Regions from separate parts of the Columba livia genome. Here region 1 is linked to region 2. A link is a contact called in public Hi-C data. All regions are on one chromosome and are shown on one strand. The core of a region is the stretch at or near the end of the contact, and the rest is flanking DNA. Distances in the headings are between cores, read along the strand shown.

Region 1 (5,264 bases), core at 838-3,337, 61 kb after region 2:
AACCCTACCACTGCAGCACCATTCCCAGGGCAATTCATCCAATGTTCAAGGTTTGTTGAACCTGCGTGGGTAAATCCACTGAGATCTCTGGCACCCAAACTGAACTTGAGTGCACAACTATTAATGCAGTCTACATATCATAGAATCATGGAATCATTTTGGTTGGAAGAAACCCTCAAGATCACTGAGTCCAACCATTAACTGGCACTAAACTGTGTCCCTAAGAACCTCATCTATGAGCCTTTTAAACACCCCCAGGTGACTCCACCACTTCCCTGGGCAGCCTGTTCCAATGCCTGACAACCCTTTCCAGCAAGAACTTTTCCCCAATATCCAATCCAAATGTCCCCTGGTGCAACTTGAGGTCATTTCCTCTTGTCGTGTCACTTGCTACTTGGGAGAAGAGACCAACACCCCCCATGCTACAACCTCCTTTCAGGTAGTTGTAGACAGTGATAAGGTCTCCCCTCAGCCTTCTTTTCTCCAGGCTAAACAGCCCCAGTTCCCTCAGTTGCTCCTCATCAGACTTGTGCTCCAGACCCATCACCAGCTTTGTTGCCCTTCTCTGAATTCTCTCCAGCACCTCATTGTCTTTCCTACAGTGAGGGGCCCAAAACTGCACATAGTATTTGAGGTGGGGCCTCACCAGTGCCGATCACTTCTCTAGTCCTGCTGGCCACACTGTTCCTGATACAAGCCAGGATGCTGTTGGCCTTTTTGGCCACCGGCACACACTGCTGGCTCATATTCAGCTGCTGTCAATCAACACCCCCAGATCCTTTTATGCCAGGCAGCTTTCCAGCCACTCTTTCCTGAGCCTGTAGCACTGCATGGGGTCGGCAATGATGCTTCAGATGACGCTTAAGCATCAGGGTGCTGCACACATGGCTACAGGGCATAATACTGGGTCTCCCAGCTCAGATTAAACTAGACAGGCAAGGCATGGGTGTGCTTCCAAGATTGTGTGCTCCAGCTCACTGCTGTGTCAACATCTGCATGTCCTCAGACCTGCCGAGCAGTGAGGTGCGGCACCCTGGAGCAAAGAAGCTGAAGGCTTATGCCAGCAGAGCTGAATGGTGCTTGCAGCGCAAGGCCCAGATGCTGCAGCATGGAGCCTGGGCTGCCTCTCTTACACTGGCAAAAGGAGCCAGTATCCTCCTGAACAAGTCAGTGTGCACTGGCACAGCAGCCAGAAGCTGTCCCCAAGCAAAGATCACAGAATCATAGAAGGTCCTGAGCTGGAAGGGACCCACAAGGATCATCATGTCCAACTCCTGTCCCTGCACAGGACCAGCCTAAAATTCACACCATGTGTCTGAGGTCGTTGTCCAAATGCTTCTTGAAGAAGTGAGAGGCAGCACAGAACTGAAGGAGCTGTGCTCACAGGGCAGGGAAAAGCCAGGCAGATCAGCATGTTAGCCCTGAACAGCCTCTTCATGCTGGTGTCGGCAACACGTCCCCGCTGGGGAGAATCAGCAAAAGCTCAGGCACTCAAAGCTGCTATTAGAAGCTCTGAACATGGAAGCAGGCAGAAAGCCTGCCTTGCCTGAGCCACAGGACTGGCTGCACATTACATGAACTGAGCAACGCTATATTTGGAGACTACATCTTTGGCTTTTTTGAGCCTTTCTAACTTGTTCCCTTAATGGCACTATCTGAAGATTCACTTCCTTGTGGGAAGGAGTGTTTCCACTGCACTGCTTGGGATCCCTGAAACCCTGGACTACCGCCAGGGTCAGAAAAGGAGCACATTGAAAGACAACGGCACTTGATCCATGGGTCTGCTTCCCCAGAGAGCTCTGGCACAGTGCCTTCATGCTGCTTATGGGGCTGTGGTGTTGAACCTCTGCACTGCGTGTCCTAGAAATGTCCTTGGTCACTGCACAGACTTCCACAACTAGGGTCCCTGGAAAAGGACATTTTATTTCTCCTCTGAGTGGGCGACACTGCAACTGAGCTTCAGCTCTTGGCACTGAAGAGAATGTCTTGGCTTTATGACAGTGCACTCCTCAGATGGACAGAGTTGGCTTATCATGCTGAGAGACTTTGAACATCATGGGAACAAGGCTGGGTCACGATCCTGAATCCCAGAGAAGTTCATAGTCTTTCCTTCCTCCAACCTGGGCAGTGCTTAGACAGGAGAAGCAGAAACATCTTCAGTTCCCTTAATAAATCTGTGCCTCTTTAAAGCTTGCCTTCTTCAGCCGTAAGACTGGAATGCATTTACCATGCAGCAGCTTGTGCTCTGAGCAGGCACGTACTCCTGAATGACAGCATTATCTCCCCAGCTATGGGAGGCCAAAGAAGCATTTGCTCTCCATGGTGCCACAAAACAAGCCCTCCAGGCAGACTGGAGACTTGAAACCATGGCACCAGCCTCCCCTGACAGCACTTTCCACATCAGGCTGCTCTGGAAAAGAACTTATTCTGATCACAGGCATTAAACACCGATGGCCACCCCACAAGATGAATCTCTACCCACAGCAGCAGAACCAGAAACACCTGCAAAAACACTGGATTTGAGTGAGTGGTAACCAGAAACAGTACTGAAGGAGACTGACACAGCTGCCAGGGATATCACCCTCTGCCAACATAAATCCATGCAAGACTGTAGGGCTGCGCCCTGGAAATGAGTAGAGAAGGAGGCCCCAACTGATCTGAAGTTACAGCAGTGACCAAATATCACGACAAGAGGAAGAGATTTTTTACAATGAAGGTGGTAAAATATTGGAACAGGTTGACCAAAGAGGTGGTAGATGCCCCATCCCTGGAAACATTCAAAGCCCAGATGGATGCCGGCTCTGGGCAACCTGATCTAGTAGAAGATTTTACTGTTCATTGCAGGGGGCTTGGACTAGATGAGCTTTGAAGGTCTCTTCCAACCCAAACTATTCTATGATTCTATAATCATCCCTCTTTTTCCTCAAATCCTGCTGCAGCCATAGCCAACCAAGTCACCTTTGTATGGGTAGCAGAGTGAGTGTTGCCAGATGGAGAGAGAAGCAAATTCTGACCACCTCAGGTAACCCGGGGACAGACTCTCCCTCTCCAAGCTACCTTGGCCCATCCTCCCCCAGCCCAGCACCCAGAGAGATGTTAGTACCTGTGTGTCGACCCACTTCACACCCTCAGAGGTGTGATCTACGCGACCATAGAAATGCACGGGGAGCATGTACTCAGGGCGAGCTTTCTCCCAGGGGTTGCCATAGCGTAGCCAGTCATCAGCCTCCTCCACCTGCAAGAGGCAAATGGGGTTCAAGTGATGGCTTGTTTCTCCAAGTGACAGATAAACTAGGCTCTCCAAAGGGAGATCAGTTTAAAAGCAAAGCTTTAGTAAGCTGGCTTTAAAAATGGATATGCAGAGGCCTCTAGAGGACAGCTGGGCTTTTCAAAACATGGATGACTACATCCCAGCTGGTATAAATAAAACAGCCTCTATTGGCTTTGCAGACCTGTACAGGTTTAAACCACCCAGCACAGATGGCTGCATTCAGTCTGTCTCAAGGCCTTTACATCCAATTTCACCATGATAGTGGGATATGTGGGATGTGGTTCCCTAGAAGCTCATTGATGCTGTTCCTGGCCACAAACCACCCCCTGTAACCCAGATCTTACTAACTGCTCTGCCCTCTTCCAGAGAGGATTTCTCTTCTCCTCAATGCGAGTGAAGTGAATTCAGCAGAGCCACGGAGGTAGGTGTGCACCAGAAACCAGAGGGTCCAAGGCACTGGGAGAGATGCTCTGTGCCTGCAGGTGCTGCTCTGCCAGGTGGGGCAAGTCAGAGCCACGACCCAGCATTGCCATCACCATTCTTTTTAAAGTCACATTAAGCCAGTTACAGTGGATGCTTTTTTTTCCCCTCTTTTCACCATTTATAGGGCCTAGCACTGCAGCTTCTTTGTGGGGAAGGAGGAAAAAACAATCCTCTCACCCTCCCTGACTTAAGGAGAGCTACTTTAAAGGGAAAAAAAGGTCTTTTATGCTTAGAAGCATTTCCAGACATACACTAATTAAGACTGCCCCAGCTGGAGCAGTTTTTTAGCCAATTTTAACTTAACGGGAGAGTCCCTGTTTAAGCCTCTGCTGCCAGTCTCCCAGGAAACCTGCAGGAGCAGCAGCAACCCTGGCACTTGCACGTGTTCCATCAAGTTCAAACTCCACCAGGCACTTTCATGAGGTGTTTGTCCACATCTCCATCGTCAGCCTGACTCCTTGCCCACTCACTGCCACGCTGGACGGGACTTGGGCATTGTTGCAGCTGTGCTGTGGAGCCCTTGGCAGTGAGAACTCTGGTCCCAGCCAAGCCCTGAGGGCTCAGCTTCAGCACCATCTTGCTGGGTTGGTGACTGGCATGGATGAGCTTGCACATGGCCATGGGTGAACTCCGGCCACACATGCACCCCCAGCATCTTCATCACTTCTCTTTGCTCAGATGGTCAGAGCCCTGGGGTCAGCACAAGTGGTAGGATGTGACTGCCCATTTGGCACCAGGTGATGGGCTCAAATGCCCAGTTTATGGACAGCTCAAAGTACTTCAGTGCTGTTCGTGTGGCCAGGGCTTGTCCACAGGCAGAGGTGGCCACCACAACATAAAACAGACAGAGATAGCATGACTTGAGTTTGTCAATGTACCTGCCAGCCATCAACAATCTTCTGATTGAAGATACCAAACTCATAGCGGATGCCGTAGCCATATGCTGCCAGCCCCAGCGTGGCCATGGAGTCCAGGAAGCAAGCTGAAAGAACAGAGCATGGTCACTCTGCAAGGAACCTCACCCACATGTGCTACAGTGTGCTGTGCACAGGGGTGAGGAGATGCCACAACCAGTGCCACTGGAAATATTTGTCAGGGGAAATCCACATGCAGAAGGAATGGAAGGGGACAGCCTGCAGCAGGACCCCATGCACATCCTGCTGCGCCACCACAAGCACCCAAAGGCATTGGAGACAAGGACAGGTCATTAAAAAAACAAATTCAGCCTTGTTGTAGTGAGAGCTCTTCCAAACTTGTCTGAGGTGCCCACACCTTGCTCTGAGACTGCCTGCCCAGTGAAGCAGGGCTTCTGACCCCAACTTGCTGCTCCACCAGCTACTTTGCTATTATTGCTTTCAAAGCAAACCCTTTCAGCCCTCAGTCCAGGGCAGCTCTAGTAAAGATCAGCCCCTGCATTTCCTCTGTGTTGGGAAGCTCTCATCTCTAGCAGTCCTGCAGGACAAAAGAGAGGTGGTAGATGCCTCATCTCTGGAAACATTCAAGGCCAGGC
Region 2 (4,838 bases), core at 805-3,304:
AGTTTGTAGTGGACTCTTGTCTCTGTAACAAACTTCCATCAATTCCACTAGAATTCAACCATGGCATTTGGGGTTAATTTGGAATTCAGAGTGGATGCCGTGCATTTATTTCTATGAGTGGGCGTATTTCTGAGGCAGCACTCATCTTTTTCAATAGGTAAGAAGGGCAAATGGGATCTTCATATTCTTCATATTCTATAAATTACGTACTACCAGCCTACAGGATTTTCCACAAAAAAAAAAAAATCATGTGGTGATTTATGAATCTTAAAAATGTCATGTGATGAGAGTGACCAAACAAGCACCTGTTTATATTTGTGCATGGTTAAGGAAGAAAAGCCTTTAGAAACGCTGAGAATAGCTTAAGGTTGCCTCAAGAAAATACTTGCTTGTCTTCTTCCTAGCACAGAAAAAAAGCCAACCAGTATTAAGGCCCATGCCACAAAGACAGACTTTCAAGTAATTTTCCTTAATCGTCCCTCTCAGTAATAAACTTCACCTGGAAGCATCTCAGAGGACTTACGACACGTGAGTCCCATGTGTCAAAGTGTAGTAGCAGCTGGCAAGTGCCTCTTCACAGGACTGTACTGTCACTCCCAAGGAGCCCCATGCAGCCTTTGCAGAGCCTGCTTTTGGAGGGACCACCACTGATGACATGTTGTCACCAGGCAAAGCTCCTAACACGTGGCTAACAATACCCAATTGCAGCATTGAGTTGTACCAATGAGATGTAGGAAATGAAACAAAATCAGAGGAACAGGAACACCCTCTTGCTCAAAGCAGGCAAGAGAACAACCAGTTTTTCCAAAAGCCTGGCTGAAAATTTTAGCAATTATGATCTGCTTGAGAGAAAAATCGCTAAAAGGTCACAAATGCTAGGAGAAGCTTCCGGAGACATGACAAAGCACGTATCAGCACATTACACAGTACTTTCCGCTAGCTATCTGTAACTGCTGAGAGTTGAGGCTTGCATTTTAACAATTGCTTCCCCCTTTTTGGTCCACTGCCTTTCTCTTTGCTGCTGGGATTAATTAATTAATGTATTTCTCTTTAATCTCCATGTTCCGTCAGGTACAGGATTAGTCAGGAGTAAATCAGAAGAAATGGATGCAAGACAGCTGAGATTACTTGTCCGAAGAGCCGTTTTCCTGTAATTGCTTCACTTTTTTACTTTACAGGAACACAGAAGGTACCCAAATACATCAGCCCAGCAGCAGCAGTGGGAGGCAGAACACCTGAGCGTGGCTGCTTTCTGCAGTGCATTGCTGTCCTGCTCCCCAACGGTATGGACAGCACAGCCACCAGCTATTGCTAGGGAAGCTCTGTAGCAAGTTAGCCTTGCCTCTGTGCATCTGTAGAGATCAGCAGATGAAGACATGCTTTCCAGAGTGGTATTGTAACCTCTCCATAGGGCTACAGAATGGAAGGGGGGACAATGAATTCTGTAACTTTGCTTCAGAAAAAGTTCTGGAAGACGAAATAGAGGCAATGATCTCTGACTGTTCAGGGACCAAGGCTATGATTATCTGTGTCATCTCAGTGGTTCATTCCTGCCTGTCCTTGCTACTGAATCTAACAGTCAGGGCTGCTCCTAGTTTTGCCTCTCTCTGCATCCATATCAGCCATTTCTCCATGCTCAAATGCTGTTGCCTCTAGCACTGGGCAGGGTCTCACAGTGCACAGGCAGACCAGGTGGTTTCTTTAATTCACAGCTGCCATGTTTCCCCACGTTCCACCAGCTCTTCAGCAGCAGCAGTTTCATGACGCCAGGCTCATCTCCCCTTGTGAGCAACAACTCCACAAGCCAGGTGTCCATCCCAAGTACCGGGGTGCCAGCAGCTCCAGCCACCCGCAGGTTTCCAGGATGACAGCGGCGGTGTCTCCCGGGTCCCTGCCCTGTGACACGCACCAACAGAGCATCCCAAGGCCTCACCTCCAGCTGCCAACAAAATGGCAGCCGGCGCTTTTACCCACAGTAAAAATGGCGCCGCGGTCCCTCTGAAGTACTGGCAAGCAGCATCTTCCTCGCGAGACCGCTCCGGAGGCGGGGATTGGCGGGGGCGCAGGTGAGGCGGGGCAGGGCGTGGTGCGGCGCGAGCGCGGCGCAGGGCGAGCGGTGGCAGTGAGCCGCGCTGCTCCTGCCGTCTCCGCCGCCCCGGTCGCCGCCGCTTCGGCATGAGGAAGCGCAACGAGTCGGTCACGGTGGAGCATGAGCGCGCCGCTGCCGCGCCCGTGCCCCTCGACAAGGGCTGCAGCCTAAGGCACAGCCTGCGCCTGCCCGCTGCCGACACGGGCATGAAGCGACCGCTGGGCAGGTGAGCGCCGCCGCGGTGGCGTCCCCGCGCCAGGCTTTGTTGTCCCCCACGCCCCCGGTTCCTGCTGAGCCCGCCGCACCTAGCTGGAGGGACCCCCGTCCTCGGCAACCCCGCTGTCCGGCAGGCCTGCGGCCGCAGCGCCTCTCGGTCCTCCCCACCGGGGACCACCGGTGGCCTGGCGGGGAGCGGAGCCTCGGGCATCTCCTCAGCCTAGTGGCGGGGATGACGGGGACAGATCGGGAGGATGATGGGAGCGGCGGTGGTGGCGGGGCTGTGTTATGCAAGGAGAGGGAAAAGGGTCTTTCCGCCTTTCCACAGCACCACGGCAGCCCGCGACCGAAGAGCCCTGGGGGCAGAAAAGTACGTGGGAATTCGGGATGTTTCGCACGTTGGTTACACTGCTCGGGCCCTTGTGTGCCGGGTGAGCAGATGCTGTCCCCTCCTCGGATGCTTTCGAGTTCTCAGTACATCTAACTAATTAGAGGATGGGCTGGTAGTGGGTCCTGCAGACGCAGATTTGCGTAACAAAGGCTAGAAGTATTGTGTTTTCATACCTGAGGGTTGCTTCGTCCAGCCCACTTCATGTAGGCAGGCATTCTCTCCCCAAAAAGTGGCTAGCACAAAATCTTATCCATCAGAGAGTGTGGAGGAGCAGGGGCCTGCAGGTAGGCCAATAAATGAATTGGATTTAGGTGTTGATGGGAGAAACTTTTACGTGTGGCTCTGTTGAAAAGAGTTTAGCTGTGAATTTTTACTAGCTGTGTTAACGTTTTAAACATTTTGTGTATATTTGTGCTGTGTTCCTCTATACAAAGATATAAGCATCTTCCATTGTTGCAGATTTTAAGCTGAAACCTTCACGCAAGATTTCAGGGGATGGAGTACGCAGTGAAGACTGACTCACAGTTGCAGAGGTTTGGGAAGGAAAAGGCGCAACCTTTTAGCTTAATCTACACCAGCATAGTGCTTTTCTTTGACTGTGTTTTGTAAGTGTGAAGAATATTTAATGATCAAAAGAGCTGTGTGGTTTGGGTAGTTGAAGCCAAATTGCTGTGCTTTGGGAATACAGCAGGTTGTTAAAAAAAAGAGAGTGCTTATCGGTGGATTTCTAAAAAATGAGCCAATGTGGCTGTTTCCCTGGTAAAATTTCTCTGTTCTCGTAGACAAAATTAATGTTTAAAAATAACTTTTTCCTGTTCATGGCATGGGTTTTTGTAATGTTCAAAGACAGAGGCTTTAAAATATTATTTCTTTTATTGGGTAGTAGCTATTCAACTTTATGCCCTGAAGGTAAACCTTTGGATGTTTTCAGTGATCTCTGTTATGACAAACTTTTGGTAATTGAAGATGGCGCTGGGTTGATCCCTCCAGTGACTGTGCAATAGATCAGAGTCTTGTCAGTACTTTGCTTTTGTAATATTTAAAAATTCAGCATATTTATTCCATTTGTCCAAGAGGGTAACTTCTAAGGTAATCGGATGATAGCTTATTAACTTCTTCAACATTGTGAATGACATTCAAGTGCTTTTTACTGAAGGAGAAATACTTCAGTGATGAGTACTGAGCAAGTCTAAAGGCCACATATTGCAGGATATTGTGGAAACCAGACATAGCACAGCTGTTAGATACTGTGTTGTAAAAGCCAAGCTAAAAGCAGGGAAAACATCCAATCTGTGGAAAGTCTTCTTGTATTTATTTCTCCATTTGTGCATTTAAAAATGGTCAGCAGGCAAATTTTTATCACTTTTCTCCATGTTGACCCTTCAAAGCCTGTTTCAGAAATCCCTGAAGTGTCCTGTATGTATTTTGGGGCCTTTCTTTCTTTCTTAGGTACTGTATTCCATACAACAGTGTTTCTGAAACTCTTGACATTGTAGGAAAGCTTTGTTTGGAACTCGCTTTCCTTTTTCCACATTTTGAGAAACTATTTTTATTAAAAAAAAAGGTCCTGTAGATCATCTTGTGCAGTGTTGCTAAAATGGTGTCTGTGTTTTTAACTGAGTAAAAGTGCAAAGTGCAACAATCGCTCACTTCTGTACTTGTGTTGGTTTTTCTTTTCTGCTGTTGTGGGTTGAGTTGTCTGTCTTTCTTACTGATGTTCAGTGGACCTCCTTTGACTTCCTTACTTTGTGAGCCTTCAGGCAAGATGTCTGGGTCTGCAAGTACCATCCAGTTATGTTTTTCTACAGGGTAACAAATATACTGCTGAAGTGTGAATCTGAGCATGCAGGAATGGGAGGTCTGGGCAGAAGAAAGTATGATGCCCAGAGATAAGGTTGTCATCCAGAACAAACACCCTGAGTCAGGTCATACAGCTCCCTAGACCAGTACCTCACCTTCAGCAGTGGACAACAGCGGGTGTTTAAAGATGAACATAAAAAGGGTACGTACACAGTGGACCTCCCTTGGGATTACCCTGACTGTGGCCAGTTATTTGTCTAACAAGCTGCTGAGTGATGATCTATATCCTCATCTCTTAATATGCAAAGTCATGCTGTTATTGCAGTATTCCTTATACCACTG

Evidence for each region. A called contact is a pair of places that touch in the nucleus more often than the background predicts.
Region 1: a Hi-C map of liver shows a contact between it and region 2, with 4 times the contacts expected there. The contact joins the enhancer-like site here to the promoter of ABHD12 in region 2. A contact is called at or near these places in 2 of 2 Hi-C or Micro-C datasets (crop and liver).

Annotation. Positions count from the first base shown.
Region 1 is chr3:109,460,349-109,465,612 of bColLiv1.pat.W.v2, forward strand. It overlaps LOC102096032 (glycogen phosphorylase B), which reads right to left. Exons shown (of 19, transcript XM_065058974.1): 4 at 4,633-4,736; 5 at 3,104-3,235. Among named protein-coding and RNA genes, the nearest start is that of ENTPD6, 26 kb to the right of the region's middle. Within about 2 kb of position 2,088, at least 1 of the 3 cell types and tissues checked has an H3K27ac peak away from gene starts, as active enhancers do.
Region 2 is chr3:109,399,856-109,404,693 of bColLiv1.pat.W.v2, forward strand. It overlaps ABHD12 (abhydrolase domain containing 12, lysophospholipase), which reads left to right and starts at 2,055. Exons shown (of 14, transcript XM_021300576.2): 1 at 2,055-2,315; 2 at 2,634-2,675. The coding sequence starts at 2,176.